Regions from separate parts of the Mus musculus genome. Here all the other regions are linked to region 1. A link is a contact called in public HiChIP or PLAC-seq and capture Hi-C data. All regions are on one chromosome and are shown on one strand. The core of a region is the stretch at or near the end of the contact, and the rest is flanking DNA. Distances in the headings are between cores, read along the strand shown. Region 1 holds the start of Kcnq1 (potassium voltage-gated channel, subfamily Q, member 1). Region 2 holds the start of Tnfrsf22 (tumor necrosis factor receptor superfamily, member 22). Region 3 holds the start of Mrgprg (MAS-related GPR, member G).

Region 1 (2,950 bases), core at 7-2,506:
GGGTTTATTTCAGCTTACCAATTACAGCCCATCTTCAAAGGGGGGCCAGAGAAGGACCTCAACCAGGAACCTGGAGGCAGGCCTGCTCAATATTCTACATAGCACCAACTCCCATCAAAGAACTCATTCACAACCAAGGAAGTTGAGCAGAAAACCCAGAGGAGCGCTGCTTGCTTGTTTGTTTGTTCTCAGGCTCATGCCCAGCTACCTTTCTTATATAGCTTAGGCCCACCTGCCCAGGAAACAGACACGGCCCACAGTGGGCTGTGTCTTCCCACATCAACTAAGACAATCAAGACAATCTTCCTCAGACACACCCACAGTCTAATCCAATTTAGGCAGTCCTCCTACTGATTCCCTTCTCAGATGACCCTAGGCTGTGTCAAGTTGACAACTGAAGCTAACAGGACGGTATCTGAAAGTTATTCTTGTGAGTGGTGTGAGAGGTGGGTGTGGCGGATCACAGGAGAATGGGATTTTGGAATTGTCCTGGGATGCAGGTGCCCTTCCATCCCACACAAAGGCCAGTGTAGCAAGAGCCAGCTGCACAAACCTTCTGACTATCCTCACACCACCACGGGACATAAAGCTCCTTCTGTGTCACTCTGGAGAGGTACAAACTTAAAGGGAGTGTAAACATGTAAACGCTCAGGCAGCCCCGCGGGCGGTGTCTACCTGTAAAACCCGCAATCTAGCACTTGCCTTTGACCCCACTCTTAGTGAGCACCACTCTTGGTCTGTTCCCATCTCCTCCATCCCGCTGTCTTATGGGCTGCGATTAACTACTGGGAAGAGATTTTCGCATTCTCCGCCGCCAACAGAGGCTTCTGGACACCCAAGGGTGCTCAGTGTCCGCTGGGCTAACACTTCCTCATTCTGTGCCGGAAAGTGTCCATGCGTGGCCTGGGATGCCCTTTTCTGCCTCCCGCTCCCTCTCTAGGGTAGGTTCAGATAGCGAGAAAAAGGGTGCTTGTGATTCGTGGTGGTGGTATCTGCTGGTCCCAGGTTGGAGGACCCTAGAGCCAAGCAGGCGGGCGGTCCTCGGGGTGCGGGGAAGCACGTGCGCCCAGCAGGTGCGCCCAGCCCGGAACGCGGAGATAGCCTGACTTGGCTTGGCGGAGCAGGTAACCCGCTGGCTGAGCAAGGCCGCAGGTAGGCGCGCGGTGGCGCCCAGGGGCGGGGCGTCCTGGGGGCGGGACATGCCATCCCCGGGGACCAACCCCGCCCCCGCCCCCAGGCGGAGCAGACAGCGGCCCCCCGTGGCTGGGCTGGCAGCAGTGGCTACCCGCGCTGCGCCCTGCGCTCTGCGCTGCCTTCACCTCAGCTCCGAGGAGCAGCGGGGTCAGGGGTCCTGTCTGGCCATGGACACGGCCTCGTCCCCGCCCAGTGCTGAAAGGAAGCGCGCGGGTTGGAGCCGCCTGCTAGGCGCCCGGCGGGGCAGCGCGGTGGTCAAGAAGTGTCCCTTCTCACTGGAGCTGGCCGAAGGTGGCCCTGAGGGCAGCACGGTCTATGCGCCCATCGCGCCAACCGGAGCCCCCGGGCTCGCGCCCCCCATGTCGACCCCAGTGTCGCCCGCCCCGGCCCCTGCAGACCTCGGCCCACGTCCGCGGGTGAGCCTTGACCCGCGGGTCTCCATCTACAGTGCGCGCCGCCCGCTGCTGGCGCGCACCCACATCCAGGGCCGAGTCTACAACTTCCTCGAGCGCCCCACGGGTTGGAAGTGTTTCGTGTACCACTTCACCGTGTGAGTAACCTCCCTGCACGCACGACTCTTAGGGCTGGTGCCACTATGACCCTAGGGGAGGCAAGGAAGGGCTAATCACAGAAAGCAGAAACCAGACTGAGAGTCGGTCCCTTAAACTCAGGGACTCTGCTGTGGCTTGTGGAGGGGGACACTTGCAGTACACCAACCTAGGAGATCCCCCAGGGCATTCACTTGGGATAGAGGGACAGCGCTTAGATGTTAGTCTCTACAGGAGGAGTAAGCAAGCTGGAAGCCGACCTTTTGGTGTGGGTCAGTTGTGACAAGAGAGACTCAGGAGCCTCCAGGAGTGACTGGTGTCTGTGTGCAAGCCCATCCAGGCCTTGGCTGGTGTCTGTGTCTTAGGCACTCAGAGCAACAGGATAGATTAGCAGGTGCACTGGTGTTGCCCAAGATGTCCACAGGGAGTGCCCACAGCTTCAATAACCCAGGCTGATGAAAGCAGGCTTGATGCCCTGAGCGAGCCCAGTAGACATTGTCCGAGAACAGCACCTGCTTTAGGGAACAGGAGAGGGAGCTGAGCTGCACCTGGCCCTCACTGCTACCAGGTGGCTCTTATTCTCACAGGCTGCCTGAGAGGGGCAGGGCACTTCATTTTTCAAGGGCAGGGTCACAGAAAGTCATCTCCAGGAATGGGCTGGCTGCCCTCCTTGCTGCCTCCCCTGGCCACCTCGAGGCAGCACTTCCTGGCTGCCTAGTTTCTTGGTGCCCTGCCAGCCTCTGGCTCAGGATTCTACTCAACCGACCCCGCAGCTAATTGCTTTAGATGTTCCACTAGGTGACCTCCTTGTGGCTAGTCTTGCCACCTGGGCAGGGGAGGACCTCCACTGGTTGTCCAGAGGTCTGTTTATGCCTCTGAGGCACAGCAAGAACCAGGCTCACAAAAGTGAATTCGGATGGCTGTTTGCCTTGCAAAGGGAGACGATTGCCCAGGGTATCCAGGGCAAGTCTCTGGACACCCTGTCCCCACTGGCATTCTTGGTATGTCCTTAAGGCCACCCAACCCCCTGCCTTACCTCCCAAAGTGCCAGGACCCCTGAGGCTTCATTGCTGGTCTTTCGAGGATGGAGGCACTGCATGTGTTTGCAGCAGGAGTGGGCTTTTCTCAGGGCATAAAGACCCCAAAGGGCCTTAACCTTAACCACTGTAGGAATGTCTAGCAAACATGGCTTGCTGCTTTCTATAACT
Region 2 (2,858 bases), core at 330-2,829, 540 kb after region 1:
TTATCTTCAGTCTTTTATTTTTATTTTTGACTTTTACAGGACAGTGTCTCATACACAGTCTGGCTGTTCTAGAACTCACTATAAAGATCAGACTAAACCCAAATTCACAAACATGTCTACCTCGTCTCTCAATTGCTAGAATTAAGGGCGTGCACTACCCGGCCCAGCTCATCCTCAGTCTTTCTTTGGAGTACCTTCATTTTGTGGCATTATTTGAGATGATCACCATTTTTTCTTTACAACAACCTTAAAACATCAACAACAAAAACAACCTAATATTGTCTAGATTGTTTCTGGGGATTTCTGGAGGACAAAATGCACCACTTTTCAGGCGGTGCCTGGGCAGGCATGGAGCCCCAGAGCCCTAATAGGGATGGGAAGAGATTTCAGGGTCAAGGGCCATCCCATGTGAAACCTGCCTGTGAAATATGTTCGAAGTCCCTCAAAGTGCTGGGAACTTTGAAGTCACCTCTGAGTTGCATATCCTCTGGCCCCTTGCCCAGGAGATTCCCAGGGAAGCTGGATGCCCTCTGGGTCCATTTCTGTGAAAGCTGCTCACCAGCAGCTAGCAAAGAATTACTATTAACCAGCTCCTAGGTGGTTTAAAGAAATGCTGATTACATGTAAGTGGTCTCTGACTGCTCAGATACTATCTTAGAACAATCTAAGGGTTATTTTGTTGTTGTTGTTGTTGTTATAACTAAAGATCTGAATGTGTTACAAAATGGATATCCTTACAGGTTATAAAACATAAACCTTTTTCTGCCTATTTTTGGGATGAAGACTCTTATGAGAGAAAATTGACATAAAATTAAGTTGGCTGTAACTAAAATGTCATTTACAGGATCGTCTAGGTTTTTTGTTTGGTTGTTTGGTTGGTTTTGAGACTCCTTATGTAGATCAGGCTGCCCACTAACTTAGGTTTAACTGCAGTTTATGATTAAAGAGACAAGAAGCGATCTCGGGACGAACTTAGCAGAGACCCGAAAGGCCCAGGAAAGGCATAGCCAGGCCTTCCACACAGATCCTTTTGTAGTAGTTAGTACTACACCCCAAGACCAGCCGGGCCGGACCCACCCAAGGCGCACAGTCGCGCGGGCCACTGCAGTCCGCAATGGCACTTTCCGGAGTCGCCTTCCGATGGACCGCTTTCTGATGAGAAAGGGAGGAGAGGCGTGTCCACCTTGTCCCGGAGCTCAGGGACCAACCGGACACACTTTCTCTGGCTACCCGCTTGGCCATTCCCCTGCCTCTGCTTCACCTCCTCAATCCCCCAACTCTGGACCACTTAAGAGCAGACGAAGTTCTGAAGTGTTGGTTGGCGATGCCCAGGCTGATGGCACAGCCCGCCATCAGTTCACCGCCGGCAGTAGCTTTCCTCTGCAGTCCGGGGATCCGGTGCCCAGAGCGAGTCTCAGCTCCGCAGGGCCATATCTACTCACCTGCAAGGGCAGATTCAGCAGCAGCAGCAGCAGCAGCAGCAGCAGCCGCCGCCAAAGGAACCAGCGACTCAGACTGGACACCAAGCTGCAGAAGAAGCCAAACATGGCCGAGTGCAAGCACGCCGCTGCTGCTCAGCTGGGAGGAGCTGCTGTGGTGGCCACGCCTCTCCTCAGCGGATTGGTTCCTGTATGGTTGCCTTATCTCGTGGGCGGGTCCAGCGCCACCACTCTTGCCTTCCCACCACAATCAGTGCTCAGTAATATCTAGTTTTCTATAAATAACGTAATTTTAAATGCCTATGACGTTATTAACAGAATCATATTTGTTATAAACAGCAAGTTAAAGTCGAATTCTCTGCCTTCGTTTGTTTTTCATTACGGTATACTGCTCTTTATTATAAGTTAATTAAAAATTTTCCTGGACCTGAGTGGAGGGAGAGGCATGAACTATTGTTGGAATCGTTATAAAAGTCAGACTGCAGCAGACTGTAAACCTTCTCAAAAGCAACAAACAAAAAGAGGAAGATAAGCTACAACACACACTGTCTTAGCTCAACACGGAGAAGTTTGAAGTAACTCTATCCCTGTAGCGTTCCTGTGAGTGTTCACTGGTCAATGGTCTGGAGCAGCAGCTGAAGGCTTCACTGTCAGGGTCTGAGGGGCTGTGTGGGACTCGCTGACTCTGAGGACCTCAAAATATCCAGGACTGGTAGGCACTCTTCCAGTTCTGGGGTTGGGGGGTGTGTGTCGGGGGAGGAGGGCTGTATGAACATCCCTGGACTGTGAGTCCCTCACCTCTTCTTCCTTTCACTGTGTTTAGCTCCACTGTGTGTGCCAATCCAAGCTCATGGGACACAGGACATTTAAGCCAAGTCTACTAGCCTAACACAGGAAGTAGAACGCTTATTTCTCTAGGGAACTTGGGTTGGTTCATCTGTTCCACCCGGCCCCTCCAGGTATTCGAAAAAGTGGCCCACTACCAGCCCCATCCATCTCCCTTCCAAATGCCACTTCCTCTTTAAAATGAGGGAGGACTCAGAGTCCTGGATTTCAATGGCTGCCCCAAAGAAGAGGAGCGTGACTTCAGGCACCTGGTACTCTTTAAATCATCTCTTGCCTCTCTCCCTAGGGCCAGGGAGTGGAGCCTGTGCCCATCTGCCCTCACCTAGGCTGGGGAGTGGGGGCGGCCAATTCCTTGGCCAGCCTGATCCTCTTCTATTTCTTGTCTTCCCTCAGGCTGGTGTCTGCTCAGGAGTAAACCAAATCAAAACACAAACAAGTGTTTAGAAAGTTTGGTTAGTTCAACACGCTGAACTGTCCCCCACCCTTGGGAAGCAGAGGGAAAGTAGAGGAAGGGAAGAGGAGAGGAGTGTGCACTTGTGGATGCTGTTGTCCCACCAGTCTCTGAGTAGCTCG
Region 3 (3,221 bases), core at 149-2,648, 660 kb after region 1:
CCTGAATGAGGTGTCCCCATGCAGAGGCCCACCACATTCAGACAAAGGGGCCACAGGTGGAGAGACTCCCCTTTCTTTTTAACTGTAGTACCAATGTGAGAATGCTTTCTCTAAGGCTCTGATCACACCCACCCCAGGGTCTCTGATAGTGCCTGCTCTGACCCAGGACACTCCATTCTGTGCTAGGTGAGGCTTCAGGGGACTTTCCCCACACTGTCCTTTTAGAGCGCGACATTAAAGCCCAGGGTCCTGAGGAACTGTGGCTAACTCTGAAGCTTCATGTCAGAGTCTGGGACTTTGATGATGGGTCTCAGGGCCCCAAATCTTCTTAGGGAGCAAGCAGGAGAGTTTCTGGTACCCTCATGGAGGCGAGTGTTTCAGAGCAGTACCTTTTTCCACAGAGCCCATGATGGACCTTGTCCAAGATCCAGGGTATGAGGACCCAGGCTCTGGGGACAGGGACTGCCAGGGAGGAACAGCAATAGGAAAAGATAGACCAGGGCTGGGGGGTAATGGAGTGGAGAAGAGAGATGGACAGACAGACACAGAGAGAAATAGAGAATAGAGGTAGAGATAAAGAGGAAGGGACAGACATGGGAAAACATAGTCAAAGATGGAAAGAGATGTATATTGTGTACTTTACGTATGACCCTCATTCCTGGTCTGGGCTGTGTCCCCTACCCAGAACCCTAGCTATCTCTGTACTCACTGAGACCCAGCCTCCATCAGACCCTGCTTCCTCTCACAGGGCCAAACCTTCTGCAGTGTCCTGATGAGTATCACCCACCATCTCATCACCAAGCATCCTTCCTAGCACCTGTGGGAGATGGTGATTCAACCTACCAGTTCAGCTGTCAAGGTCAGAGTACAGGTCCTCAGGACCTTGAAATTAAGGACTGAACCTTCACGCATCAGAGTGGTGACAGAGGCAAGACTCTTCCCCTCTGTGAGCCCCCAAGGGTGTAAATCCAGACATCTACTCCTGTGTGGATTCTGGCTGGTGGAGCCAAGGCTAGATCTGAAAGGGGATGCGGTAGGTGGGGTGGGGCATCTTCCTCATCCTTGTTCTCCAATGGACCTGGAGCAATGAGTTTCAAGCCTGAGCCTCAGCTTCCAAGGCTCCCTTAACTGCCTTCCCCATAAGGTCCCTTTTAGAGGACATCCTCAGAGCCACCAGCACCCCCCTGAGAGCCAGGCAGGCAAGTGATGTAGAGGGTAAGAGAAGGGGTGCTTCTTGCTTAGGGAAGCAGGTAGAGGGGCATATTAACCTTCTCACCTGATGACCGCCTGCTGACAGTGGCTGTCTCCAGCTCGCTCAGCCCACACTTGTTGTCTTGATCTCCTCCTGGCCCCTAAATCCCCTTCTGTCCTCTGAGGCTGGCTCCTGCCAGTTCCCTAGAAGTGGGGTGGGTGTGTCACCTTTTCACGGAAATCAAAGGAATGAGCTCAAACAGAGCTGTCAGTGTGGGAGGCTCCTCCTTTTCATCTGGGAGATGAAAACAGAGAGCCTTGCACGCCGCCCATTCTGGAATGGTCCCTGGCCTTAGGTGCTCGGGACCAAAGGAAGAGATGACATCTGTAAAGATGGATCAGTCAGTAAAGTTCTCGCTATGCAGGTATGAGAATTTGAGTTTGGATCCCCTGCACCTTTAATAAAAGTTGGGCATCATGGTGCATGCTTGTGACCCCAGTACTGAGAGATGGAGACCAGAGGACTCATGGGACTTGATATTCAGCTGGCTATGCCAATCACTACATTTGCTGCAAAGTCTTATCTTTAAAAAATAAGGTATTGGGCCAGTGAGAGGGCTCAGTGGGTAAAGGTTCTTGCCACACCCAAGCCTGACAACCTAAGTTCAATTCCAGGGATCCCCATAAAAGAAGAAAATTGATTCCTAAAAGTTTCCCTCTGATCTGGACACATGTGGTGGCACATTTGTGCACACACACAGATAAACTTAAAAACATATTTAAGCCAGAGGTTGTGGCCCACACCTTTAATCCCAGCACTTGGGAGGCAGAGGCAGACAGATTTCTGCAAGTCTGCACAGAGTTTCCAGGTCAACCAGGATGGTATTGTGAGATGTTGTCTCAAAACAACAACAGCATGGACTTTAAAATGTTTTTTAATGTGTAGGGTAATTAAGAAGACACACACTCAGTGCTGATCTTTAGGCAGCACATACACCTGCACAGATGTGCATGCACCTACACACATGTGCACATAAACTCACACAGCAGTTGGAAGGGAATAGGGAGAGTCCAATAGAGCTAGGACTGCACAGTGAGATATTCTGGAGACTCACTGGCAGAGGAAGGTCCTGGGGAGCTGGGCACCCAGACGTTGGGTGGATAAAGACCAAAGCATGCTCTCATGCCTGAAGGTCTCTGGTTTATCTTCAGATTCCATCAAAAGCCAGGCGCACCCTCCAAGTCATCCAGTACGCATGTGCTTTCAAGGCTCTGTGTTATGGTTAGCTAAGTAAATATGCAGGAAAACCCATCTTATGGTGACTCAGACAGCTGTGGCTCAAGATGGCTGCCATCATGTCAAGCCAGATCCATACTCTGTCCTCTGTGGGATGCACCCTTACAACACACACAAGCACTGTGCAGCCCCAAATCTCCCCAACTTTTCATTGTTCTGGTAGGCCTTTGTTGTTGTTCTTCTTCAGGGCTTTGCCCTCAAGGATTAATATAATTGTCATAGTGTGCCGGTACTGTGAGGTGATCTAGAGGAGTCCACAGCAGCTGGAGAGTCTGTGCACCACCGAAGCAGGCAGCAGGGAGACAACCAAGCACTTGGCACCTCTCCTGTGACAGTGTAGGATTGGACAGGACTTTGATATTGGTTTTCGAATGTGACACAGAATTGACGTTCTGATCTGATAAGATATGGCCTGTGGTCTGTCTCTAACAGCTGCTGTGTGAATATGACCAAAAGTACATGTGTGATTTAACACCTCAAGCCCTGGGCTAGACAGATGGCTCAGGAGCCGAAGGTCTCCCTGCTCTTCTGGAAGACCTGAGTTTAGCTCCTAGCACTGAGGTTTCGTGATTGAACCAACTAAAGGGAGAACAGACTCGTCCTGGGTGTCAGAATGGGGACAACCTTCCCCTGTCCCCATGTAAACCCCAGTGTGTCCTATCCCTAGTGTGCTGAGGTCACCAGGCTACCTGTTTGTTCTGTGAGACCATTAGTTCCTGTTTGGTGTAAGTGG

The links. HiChIP or PLAC-seq counts read pairs in DNA pulled down with a chosen protein or histone mark. Capture Hi-C pulls out chosen DNA fragments and counts their contacts.
Region 2: an HNF4G HiChIP or PLAC-seq map of pancreatic cancer cells shows a contact between it and region 1. The contact joins the promoter of Tnfrsf22 here to the promoter of Kcnq1 in region 1. A contact is called at or near these places in 1 of 39 promoter capture datasets (hippocampal neurons) and 1 of 115 datasets of contacts at active chromatin or transcription factors (pancreatic cancer cells).
Region 3: a contact with region 1 is called in a capture Hi-C map of embryonic stem cells, with 4 times the contacts expected there. The contact joins the promoter of Mrgprg here to the promoter of Kcnq1 in region 1. A contact is called at or near these places in 15 of 39 promoter capture datasets (the 3T3-L1 cell line, the C10 cell line, the HPC-7 cell line and 8 more), 1 of 15 datasets of contacts at CTCF or cohesin (large pre-B cells), 4 of 484 Hi-C or Micro-C datasets (the N1E-115 cell line, the P5424 cell line, cardiomyocytes and 1 more) and 4 of 9 other capture datasets (adipose tissue, embryonic stem cells, embryonic tail and 1 more).

The regions. Positions count from the first base shown.
Region 1 is chr7:143,105,998-143,108,947 of GRCm38.p6, forward strand. It overlaps Kcnq1 (potassium voltage-gated channel, subfamily Q, member 1), which reads left to right and starts at 1,257. Exons shown (of 16, transcript NM_008434.2): 1 at 1,257-1,744. The coding sequence starts at 1,362.
Region 2 is chr7:143,648,085-143,650,942 of GRCm38.p6, forward strand. Tnfrsf22 (tumor necrosis factor receptor superfamily, member 22) reads right to left here and starts at 1,580. Exons shown (of 6, transcript NM_001311145.1): 1 at 1,443-1,580. The coding sequence starts at 1,547.
Region 3 is chr7:143,765,595-143,768,815 of GRCm38.p6, forward strand. It overlaps Mrgprg (MAS-related GPR, member G), which reads right to left and starts at 1,399. Exons shown (of 2, transcript NM_203492.2): 1 at 1,277-1,399.